Linked DNA regions of Mus musculus: regions 2 and 3 are each linked to region 1. Evidence: chromatin contacts called from public HiChIP or PLAC-seq and promoter capture Hi-C data. All regions are on one chromosome and are shown on one strand. The core of a region is the stretch at or near the end of the contact, and the rest is flanking DNA. Distances in the headings are between cores, read along the strand shown. Region 1 overlaps Asph (aspartate-beta-hydroxylase). Region 2 holds the start of Plekhf2 (pleckstrin homology domain containing, family F (with FYVE domain) member 2). Region 3 holds the start of Ndufaf6 (NADH:ubiquinone oxidoreductase complex assembly factor 6).

Evidence for each region. Promoter capture Hi-C pulls out the DNA fragments that hold promoters and counts their contacts. HiChIP or PLAC-seq counts read pairs in DNA pulled down with a chosen protein or histone mark.
Region 2: an H3K27ac HiChIP or PLAC-seq map of embryonic stem cells shows a contact between it and region 1, with 2.5 times the contacts expected there. The contact joins the promoter of Plekhf2 here to the enhancer-like site in region 1. A contact is called at or near these places in 3 of 39 promoter capture datasets (cranial neural crest, hippocampal neurons and liver) and 2 of 115 datasets of contacts at active chromatin or transcription factors (embryonic stem cells and large pre-B cells).
Region 3: a contact with region 1 is called in a promoter capture Hi-C map of hippocampal neurons, with 2.5 times the contacts expected there. The contact joins the promoter of Ndufaf6 here to the enhancer-like site in region 1. A contact is called at or near these places in 6 of 39 promoter capture datasets (the 3T3-L1 cell line, cranial neural crest, hippocampal neurons and 2 more) and 1 of 115 datasets of contacts at active chromatin or transcription factors (stem cell-derived neural progenitor cells).

The regions. Positions count from the first base shown.
Region 1 is chr4:9,637,906-9,641,565 of GRCm38.p6, reverse strand. Asph (aspartate-beta-hydroxylase) reads left to right here. Exons shown (of 24, transcript NM_023066.3): 2 at 2,219-2,368. Among named protein-coding and RNA genes, the nearest start is that of Asph, 29 kb to the left of the region's middle. Within about 2 kb of position 1,660, at least 28 of the 459 cell types and tissues checked have an H3K27ac peak or open chromatin away from gene starts, as enhancers often do. A contact at or near this core is called in hippocampal neurons, where this site is marked.
Region 2 is chr4:11,005,495-11,009,135 of GRCm38.p6, reverse strand. It overlaps Plekhf2 (pleckstrin homology domain containing, family F (with FYVE domain) member 2), which reads left to right and starts at 1,517. Exons shown (of 2, transcript NM_175175.4): 1 at 1,517-1,743.
Region 3 is chr4:11,074,351-11,077,976 of GRCm38.p6, reverse strand. It overlaps Ndufaf6 (NADH:ubiquinone oxidoreductase complex assembly factor 6), which reads left to right and starts at 1,772. Exons shown (of 9, transcript NM_001085493.2): 1 at 1,772-1,997. The coding sequence starts at 1,801.

The sequences.
Region 1 (3,660 bases), core at 411-2,910:
AATTTTATAATGTGATTATTTATGACTTTTAAAAATATTAGAAACCATGTTCTCCAACAATAAAAGATCTTCTTTAGCCATAATTTTATAAATGTAGTTACAGGAATATACTTAAGTATACACATGTGTTTGAGTGTGTACACACACTAAGACTGAGTTAGTCTTTTGATCTCTTGAGGTTGTGATCTACTAATGGATTTAAAACGTGAATATTCTTGGGATTGGAATACTGGCTCAGTTGGTGAGAACATAGGTTGCTCTTGCAGAAGACCTGGGCACACCCACGTAGTAGCTTACAACCTGCCATAGCTCCAGTTCCGGATGACCTCTTCTGACCTTTATAGGCACCAAGCACTCATATGGTGCACAAAACACTCATAACGCATAAAATAAATCTAAGAAAAGAATATCCTTTTAACAAACAGTTTCAGTTCTCTTTCTGAGTAATGCATTGGAATTATTTAATTGCCTGAAGCTGCTAGTTCTTTTAGTAGCATGTGTGGAGGTAGAAGGTGGGTTCTGAGTAAAAGCTGATGGAGATGCGAGTCATGCAGGTCAGCCCTCTTTAGACGCTGAGGACTTAGGACCGCAGAGGTCATTTCCTGAGCTTTGCAGTGCCGATGAGGGTGAGGATTCCTGTCCTTGAGAATTCAGGGGTTTCTAGGCAGGAAATGCCCCATGCAAGGGATGCTTAGGGATACTGGTGAATAATCCCGGGACCCCTCTGCCTTTGGGCTGGGGAAACTCAGCATGTTGGATGTTGTGGCACGTGAGAAACAGTTGCACAGAATGAACAATGTCCTGCTTAAGCCTCTAGAAATACCTTTAGCAGAAATGTGGGCAAGTTGCCATGAGGGCCACATGTATGTAGCAGTGCTCGGGCCAGTGCTGTGGGAAGAGCCCACAGTGCCACTCATACCTGGCATTGTCCTTCTGTAAGATGGAGCAAGGTTTCCTTTTCCCAGATGCCCTTTGGGGATATGATATAACCTTCTAAGTATATTTGTTTATAATTGTGGAATATAACATTCTTTTAAAAGTGAATATGATGCTAATTTATAAAAAAGTATTGACTTTTTTTTATTAGTAATGACCAGTGACTTCTGTTTATTTGACCATTAGAAGAATATTTCTGGAGGATTATAAGGCACATAAAACATAGCAAACGTGATAAACGACACTTGGTGAACAGCAGTTTACAGAGCTGTTTCCTGCATTGAGTCCAGTTGGCAAGGCCTGCTTCCTGCCTTCCCACGCCCTACTGGGTCTCCTGGAGGAGGGAGATGGAACTGGGCTGGATTGCTTCTTTTTGTCTGTGATTTCTGTTTTTGTACCTCCTCTCTCTCACCTTTCCCAATATTGCATAATTTTAGAGGGAATTGTCTCCTTCTGTGGCGGTTATGACTCAGGACTGTGTACAATGTAAATAGGATATGGAAAAAGGTCCATAGGCACCTCTTGATTTCATTTAATTTATACTCACTGAACTTCAAGGGTTCTAGGGTGGGTTTCTGATTGCGTGTAGGCAAGAGATATCGCTCCATAAGAAAATAGCAACTCACCAGCACCAGGAAAAGCCAGCTTCCAGTAAAGGAGCCAGCAGAGCCGTAAGGCACCAGGAAGATCAGCACAGCCATTCAGGGATTAGAGAGCCATGTAGGACGGAGAGCCACAGAAGGGGAAGGCAAAACAGATTGCCTGTCCCCATGTCCATGCCACCTGCTAAAGACTTGGATGCTGTAGCAAAATGAAAACTGAACAGCTTTGGCTAGTTGAAAACTTACATTTTTTGATAATACAAGATAACAGTGAGAAATATCAAAACGGGACCAGTATTTTCCTTGGTACAGGAAGGCAAGAACCTGAAGTTTCAGGAAGGCAGATGACATACCAGTGTCTGCTAATTAGCACGAGAGGCAGGACATGTGGCCGTGCAGACTCTTTTGACAAAGGACTTGGGAGGAATTCTATTTAAAAGCAAAACCAAAGTGTAACCCAATCAGGAGTTTGCTTGTGTTCAAAATTAAGATTATTTAAGCATGGTGATTGAGTAAGCAGAAGCTTCTCGTGTTCAGAGTCATTAATTTATGGAGTGCACTTTGAGAATTTAGTTAAAACGTGTTTCTGAAATGATTTATCAAATTACTGTCAAAATGGTGTTCAGCCAAGTATCTTCTTCCGCTGTGATGACACATGCCATTTTTCTCTCTCCACACAGAGGCAAAGCACGGAGGACACAAGAATGGGAGAAGAGGAGGGATTTCAGGAGGGTCCTTTTTCACATGGTTCATGGTCATTGCATTGCTCGGCGTCTGGACATCTGTGGCTGTCGTGTGGTTTGACTTGGTCGATTATGAAGAAGTTCTAGGTAAGAACTAGGGTATGATTTCTCTAGTGAGCTTGTAAGAGTGAAAATCCAAGGATTGTTATTTCTTCTCTTGTATTATGACAGGTTGTAGCTTCCCACCAACTCTTGAAAAAGCAAAGGGCTGCCCCAGAGTAGTGACCTGAATCTTGAAGATTTCTGTGTAGGCTCTCTATTTATTGTGGTATATGGATGCTTCCATCAAAACAAATTTTGTTAAATTCATTTTCGCTATTTTCTGCACTCTTTATTTTCTGTTCAGGTTTATTATGAATTTTAAAAAATTCTAGATCATGAACTGATTCCTTTAGTGGGTATAGATCTGAAGTAGCATCTTATTGTATAGCCCAGGTTGGCCTGGAACCTACAATGATCCTCCTGCCTTGGCTTCCAAGTGTTAGGGTTACAGATGTGAGCTGCCGTGGTTGGTTGATGGCAAAACCTTTCTCTAGAGAGAGTTTTCAAGGAACACCTACCTGCCCATGTCTGATGAGATAAGAGTGTGTGTGCACGGCTGGGTGAGTTCTGGGTGGACCACGTGGTTAGGTAGGGGGCATCTCCATCCTCATTTGAGGAAGTTCCTGGGGGTACTTCCTGTTCTCTTCATATAATCACCTATGTGAGTGTATGCATGTGTGTGGGTCAGAATAGGGCGATGGGTCCCTTGGAGCTGGAGTTTTAAACCATCATGAGCCGCCTGATATGGGTTCTGGGAACTGAAGTTAGTTCTGGAAGAGCGGGAAGCACTCTCCATGCTGAGTCATTTCTCCAGCCACACTAATGTTTTTTAAAATGATTTGGTTTTCTTTCAATTATTTTAAAAATGGAGAGAAGTCACATAATTTAAATACTGTAAACATTTGAAAATCTAAAACTCACTGATTTTTAATATATTCCCATTTTGCGCAATCGTCATCTAATTTAGAGCGTGTCTATTGTGCACTGTTTCCCTCCAGTGAGATTTTGACTTTCTGTGATTGTTTTGTGTGTTCTGAGCACAGCATGTACGTGCGTGTCACATTTTGAGTTGCCTGCTTACATTTAGCACCATTATACATGTAAGGTCTAGAGTAATACTTTATCCTATGACAATACTCTGTTTATCCTGAAATCCGTGATGACAGTCATTTGTTTTCACTGTTGGCAATTATGCAGAATGGCCATCCCCTTTACTAATCCAGTTAATGACAGAGAGATGTCAGTAAGAAAACTACGCAGTTGCTAATGTTGTGTTGAAGACCTGCCCTCTTACAGTAGACCTCTCTTGCAGTCATAGAGAAAAACAAAGGATAACA
Region 2 (3,641 bases), core at 268-2,767, 1.4 Mb before region 1:
CATAGTTTGTGGCAAAGCCAAGATTTTGAGTGTAGACAGTCTGGCTTGCATCTTTGTACTTTAAGTTAAACAAGTGTGTTGTAGGGAGGGCAACTTTTTTTTGTTTTTTTTTTTTTTTGTTTTTTTTGTTTTTTTTTTTTTGAGACAGGATTTCTCTGTATAGCCCTGGGTGTCCTGGAACTCTCTGTAGACCAGGCTGGCCTCAAACTCAGAAATCTGCCTGCCTCTGCCTCCCGAGTGCTGGGATTAAAGGCATTCGAAGAGCAACATTTTTATTGATGACACTAGAAACACAGCAGTTCCTAATCTTAAAATTTAAAAAGATTTTAGAGTGTGCTTAGTCTAGCACACATAAAGATTGTGTGTGTATACGATTGAAATCCTGTAACTATCCCTATTACGACAACTGATCTCCTTTGCCAGTTTTGTTCTGGATACTAATTTAAAACAACTGTATTTGTTTCACAGACATTCTTCTTCCTCTTCCTCTTCTTCTTCTTGTTTTTCGAGACAGAGTTTCTCTGTAGACCAGGCTGGCCTTGAACTCAGGATTCCGCCTGCCTCTGCCTCCCAAGTGCTGGGATTAAAGGCGTGTCCAACACCGCCCGGCAGCTCTCAATCTTCTTAATGCTTTAATATAGCTCCTCCTATTGCGGTGGTCTCCACCATATAATTATTTGTTACTACTTCATAACTGTAATTTTGCTGTTATGAATCATAATGCAAAATATGTTCTCCGATGGTCTTAGGCGACTCCTGTGATCCGCAGGTTGAGAACTGCTCAACAGGAGGCTAAAAAGAAAATTCCTGAATAAAACTTTAATAATAACCCAATTTCTACCCCTTTCCTGTTTAAACGGTGTGCTTTTCCCAGCCAGCCAGCCTAGATGCCTCTGCTATCTCTCCGCAGCGCCTAGTAAACGCTCTTCTAACCCAGCGTCATGGTAGCACCGAGTTCTAGGTACGCGAAGCAGTTGGCCGAGGGGAAGTTTTGAAAAGAGCGGAGTTCTTCGGCATAAGGTTACACAGGAGCCTGCGGGTCATGGGTGCGGTAAGCGCAGACCCCTGGCTTGGGAGAAAGCGACAGCAGGTGTTCGGCTGAATGGCCGAGCCGGGCGGGGTTGGCAGACGCGGTTGGGTGGCGAGAAGCAAAGCCTTTCCTGTTCCTTAGGGCGGGAGGCGTGGAGGCAGCTTCCGCCCATTCTTCCAGAGAACTTCGCGGACTGCTTAAGAGCCCTTTCCGAAGGCTAGCCCGAGTCAGGAAAGTCAGGTCAGGCGACCCAGTCCAGCCTCAGCTGGCTCAGACGCGCGTCACCTCTGCAGAGGCGCGCGTTCCCCAACCCCGCCGGGGGAGGCCCCCGAGTGGGTGTGGCCTCCGCTGAAGAGCCCGCCCCCCGTGCGGTCGCGTGGGGATGGAGGGGCGGGGCAAGGCGATGGGCGGGGCGAGGGAGCCGGGAAGAAAGGGCAGGGCGGGTGTGCTCGTGCCCGTGTTTGGCGCTTGGGCGGGGGCGCGCCGGTGCGCGCGCAGGAGGGAAGCCAGCCGGAGCGGCCGTTGTCGGGTTCGACTGGAGGGGCGGTGAAGTCACCTGCGAGCGGCTGCGCCCGCCGCGTCCGGATCGCGCCGGCCTCGCGGGGCCCCACGCAACCCTGCGAGGCTGGGGTCGGGGAGCAGGCGGAGTCCGCGCCCGGAGTCGGCGACTAGGAGGACTCGCACCCTCGGCGCCGCCGCCCGCGCGGGGTCGGGTAGGTGCCATGGGGGTCGGGACGCACCGGGCGGCGGCGGGCTGGGGAGGGAGAAGCGAAACTTTGCGGGCGCCTATCCCCGCGGGCCCGGGCCAGCCGTGGCGCGGGGAGGGGTTGGCGCGGGCGGCGGCGGCCGACGCCATGTTGGGGTCTGTGGGAAACGGGGCGCTCGGGCGGCTCCCCTCCGGGCCGGCGCTCGGGCTGGAACCGCCTGGGTCCCGCCGCGCCCGTCCGCGGGACGCCGCCCGGAGGGCCAGGGCCGGGACCATAGACGGCGGCTGGGGACTGGACCTCGCGTCGCCCCCGAAGTTGTGGGGCAGCAGGACTCGGGTCCCCAGATCGTGCGGTCTGAAAACTTTGCAGGGTCTGGGCGTCAGGGGCACGCTCTGACTCCAGCAGTTTATTTTATGACTTTATATGAAAATGGCACCGTACAATTGGCTCAGATAGGAGCGGTAGCTTACACGCTACTTGAAGGGTTTTTTTTTTTTAAGTTTTATGATCTTTTGCCTAGTTTTTTTTTTTTTTTAATGTTATTAAAGGCCAAGAGCTGGTTCCCCAAGTTGCTCGAGTAGCCTTGTATAGTCCTCGAATATTAAAGCAGTAAGTTGTGTGAGTGTGCAGTGGAAATGACTAGTATTCAGGTTACATACACCTAAGCAGTAATTCAGACTCCCAAGTACATTAAACTGGTAAATGCCTTCTTTGTTATGTTTTAATATGTTGCCTAAGAGACTCGTTAAAGAACCATTTAGAGTTGAACGTTCAGTTGAAACGTTAAGGCATGTGTTGTCTTAAGACTAAGTGAAATAACCCAGTGTGTTGGCTCATGCCGGTTTTCTGAGCACTCCCGCGGGCTAGGGCAGAAGCATTGCCGCGAGTTCAAGGCCAGCCTTGGCTACAGCTTGAGTCTGAAACAAACAACCCCAGGACCACAACAAACAGATTAGGGTGATTTTGACGATTCAGTTTTTTTTTTATTCTTTTTCCTTTTCGTTCCTTAAAGGTGCATGAGTTTTGAGCCCCTATCTTTGTACCTTTATAGCTTAAGGGGTGGGAGGACCCAGGTTAAATCAGAATTAACCCAGGCTATTTTTAATCACTATGGGTCATGAGAGCATTGGGAGGTGAATGGTATTAAGTTGCTTATTTGGAAAGCTCTTTATAATCGCCCCTGCCCCCAAATGAAACTGGTGTACAGCATGAAGTAGCCTAGTAAATAAATACCCTTAAAAAAATAAAGGCGGCTTTAAAATTATGTTAAATGGGCTGAAAAGACTCTTAACAATGCAGAAGCCGTAAACAGCCGTGGTGGTTTTCCTTTTTTACTCTTTAGTTTTTTAAAATCATTCTACTATGTGGGGAAGGAGGAGGCACGCAGCCCCAGACCTCACGCAGAGAGGTCAGAAGACAAATTTCCTGAGTTTCTTCTCTTCACCATGTGATTATGGGGATGGAATTTAGGTTGTCAGGCTTGGGGGCCAGCTGCTATCATTACTTTCTGAGCCACTTTTCTGACCCCTCTATTTTTAATTATATCGTGTGTGTGTGTGTGTGTGTGTGTGTGTGTGTGTACATTTGTGTGGGCACATGGCACAACTGTGGAGGTCAAAGGGATAACTTTGGAAGTTGCTTCTCCATCCACCTTCTGCCCCAGGATAGAGCTGAGGCTGTCAGGCCTGGCCTCAGAGCCTTACCCCACAGAGCCATCCCTGCCCCTCTTTTTAGTGTTTAGTAGGTAAAAGTACTTTCTTAGGTATGCCAACTTTCTTTAAATTTTTCTTTAATTTTTGCTCCCTTGTCAGGTCACTTCCATTTGATATATATTTATTTTTTGGACCAAAAATTATTTATCAGAAAGAAGTTACTAGCCTGATATCACAAATCTTAGTAGTCAG
Region 3 (3,626 bases), core at 523-3,022, 1.4 Mb before region 1:
ACCGTACTCTGCTAGAGCACGAGGCAAACCATAGTCAGCTGCTGTGTCAGCCCCACATCCTTACATCTGGGATGTAAACAAAAGTACATCCGTGTAATATTTCTCTGTTTTTTTAAAGAAACCAAAATTCCAGAGTTTGCAAAAGGTCCTCCTTGGAGCTGGAATTACAGGTGGTTGTGAACCACCTGATGTGTATGCTGGGAGCTGACATAGCTAGGCTCCTCTGAAAGTGCTCTTTTTTCTTTTTTTAAAATTGAAAGTGGTTTTTCATACAATATATTCTGGTTGTGGTTTCCTCTCCCCTACCTCCTTGGAGATCACCCCCACTTCCCCGCTAAGTCTACACCCTCTCTTTCTCTCCTTCATTAGAGTACAAACAATTGTTCTTAACCACTGATCCATCTCCCCATCTATCCTTTGAATTCTTTATCTTTTTCCCCCTAACTCTCAAATGCTGGCATTATATGTGCATGCCACTATACCTATAGACTATTCAATTAATAATAGTTGGTAACAACATATCATTTGTAGTATAGTATCATTTTATTGTATTTTAAACTGTTGTATTTAAGTATTTAAATTAGCACATTATGGCATGTACATAATGTATTTCAACATTTGCCTCCCATTACCCTCTTTTGTCTCCTGCCCCTCTGAGCCTCCTTTTTGTCTTCTGAGCTCCTTCACCTCATCTGGTACTATCTTACCATTTTACTGACTGACCCATCTCTCTAGCCTTATACTGGAATTCTAAATTCTCCACAGGCAAAAGGCTTTGGCCTGATTCCTGGCTGAGAGGCTACTTTTCTATCTCAGGTTCACAACTTCCTCTTTTTGTCTTGCTTCAACCTCACTGTGTAGTGTAGGCTGACTTTGAACACTCAACACTTCCTGTCTCAGCCTTCTTAGTGCTGGCGTTACAGATGACAGAGGCAAGTCAGATTTTACAACATCGAGGGACTGTCAATGGGTTAAAGCAGGAAACAAATGACTCCATGCTCTTGGGCTTTTAGAGTGTTGTGAGAGACAACTAACAGCAAATGATATATTGTTACTGTTAAAAAAGAAAAAGGAGCCGGGCGTGGTGGCGCTCGCCTTTAATCCCAGCACTCAGGAGGCAGAGGCATGCGGATTTTGAGTTCGAGGCCAGCCTGGTCTACAAAGTGAGTTCCAGGTCAGCCAGGGCTACACAGAGGAACCCTGTCTCGAAAAACAAAAGAAACAAAAAACAAACAAAAAGAAAAGGAAAAGGAAAAGAAAGCAAAAGGAAAGAAATTAAATTTTGTCTCTGTCTCTCTCCCCCTTCCTCTCCTTCCCCTTTATCCTTAGTGGTTGATAATGGAGGCATAACCTGGTGCATCTCTCAAGCATCTTTGTGTTTTTCTCTTGGAGGTAGAGTGGCTAATCAGTGTACCTGTTCAGGGCTATGCTGGGAGGTCTCTGGGAATGTGTGTGGGTGAATAGTGGGCATTCAGGTACAACAAGCTTCCAGCAGTGCGGTTACAAGTGTCAATAGCGCCCTTGAAGAGGATCAAGAGAGGATGGGGGTCTCTGGGGTGACAGGATGTAACGTCAGTCGCTTCTTTAAAAAGCAGGCACCCATCCCTTTTGGCGTTCTGGGGTTCTGTGGGAGTGGACGCTGGAGAGGACAACCAAGTCACCAATGTGCAGGATTATAGCGACACCTGGCTCTGGTCTGAGTGGCGTCCTTCCTTTGCGGAGTTGCAGAGATCTGCCGGGGGCGTGGCCACTTTCCGGGGGGCGTGGCCTCAGGGTCGGAGGGCACCCGAAGCGGGTGTCATGGCGACCTCCATGCTGGGTTCTGTCCGCGGCCCAAGGCCATTCGGTTTGGCTAACCTGTTCCATCGCCAGCCGCCTCGGGATGCGTGGGAACGTGTGCGGCGCCTGCCGGGGCCCTCGGCGGTCCGGCGCAGCGTGGCGGCGGCCAGCGGGCCAGGCATCCCCGGTTCCCACCTCTACTGCCTGGAGCTGCTGAGGTGAGTGGCCGCGCCCGGGGGACATCCCCGAGAGCCCAGAGCCTGTGGAACGCAGAGCGCTGAACCCCGAGCCTGGGGCTGCGTCCTCCGGGTCCTGCGTTCTGCTGGGCTCTGTGCCCGTGCTTGGAGAAGGAGACCGCAGGCCTGTTCACGTGGCTCAGCACATCCTCTGCCTGAACCCTAACGTTAATGGACCCTACAACCTTTGCATGCATAGCACTTTTTATTCATGGACAGCTAGTGACTTTAACACCGTTAACTGGCTTTGGGCTCTGTGTGCTGCACTATTAAAAGTAATTCACGGGGCCTGCGCATTTTTAGGTCCATTGGTAGGGTGCTTGCCCAGCGTGCTTTGGATAAACACATCTCACAAAAGTTGGCACACTCACTTTTGACGCATCTTCTTAGGAGGTACTGGCCAGAGGTTTAGATTTAACTACAAAGCAACCTCAAAGCTAAAATTTTGTTTACAAAAGTAAAGTCCAAAGCAGCTTATTTAATTCTCCTTTCAAGTTGTGATTCCCATCAAGGGAGTTTAAGAGTTAGAGCATTAAGAGCTGGAGAAATGGGTTAGCGGTTAAGAGAACAGGCTCAGGTTTGATTCCCAGCCCCGACACGAGATCTAATGCTCTCTTCTGGCCTTCTTGAGCACCAGGTAAGCAGTGTATAGACATATGTGTACGCAAACACTCATACACATAAAAATAAATACAATTTTTAAGATGAAGTTTAATAATTTCAAGGGAACAAGGGATTTGCCAGAGATTTACAAGAACAGCCTCATGACTTGTGTTTTGTTCACCTGGTGTCAGGAAAGACATCTGGGATTTCCTCTGTAGACATGTGTGGGGGTTGGGCCTGATGGGAATTGAGCCCTATGAATAATCTATGGCTTAATTACATCCACCCACACCGCCCCTGCATTTTGCCCTCCCTGCTAACAGCAGTTATCCGGTATGGTTTTTGTTTGTTTTGAGACAGGGTTTTTATGTAGCTGTGGTTGACCCTGTAGACCAGGCTGGCCTGGAACTCCTTCTGGTCTCTGCCTCTCAAGTGTCGGGTCTTTTTTGTTTTGTTTTGTTGTTTTTATTGTGTGTTATTTTTATTTCACGTGTATGCGTGCTTTGCTTGTGTGTATGAACTGTGTGCATGCCTAGTGCCACCGATCAGATTTTCTGGAACAGTTGTGAACCAATGTGATGTTGGGAATCACACCTCTGGAAGAACAGCTCTTAAGTACACAGCCAAATGCCTGCTTTGAAGGGCTTTAGAGTGTAACTAAAATAACTAAATCACCTTGGATCTGATTAGGGAAGCAAATCTGAGAAATGCAATTGCTTCTGTGTTTGCCAAGAGTTTCAGGTTCCCCTGACTCTGACCAAGTACTGAGTTTACAAGCTTTGGCTGTCAACCTGCCATGTTTGGTTGCTGTTTTCTTTATGGTGCTGGAGGCTGAGCTCACAGCCTGGCGATGCTAGACAAGATCTGCCCCACTGAGCTATATGATAGCCATCATAGTCCTAGACAGCTTCTCACATGTTTTCAAAAGCTGCCCTTGAAATCATGAAATTGTGGACTCGCCGTCTCTTGCTGTAGACGCCTGAGTATGCACCATACCCATTCTCTGGA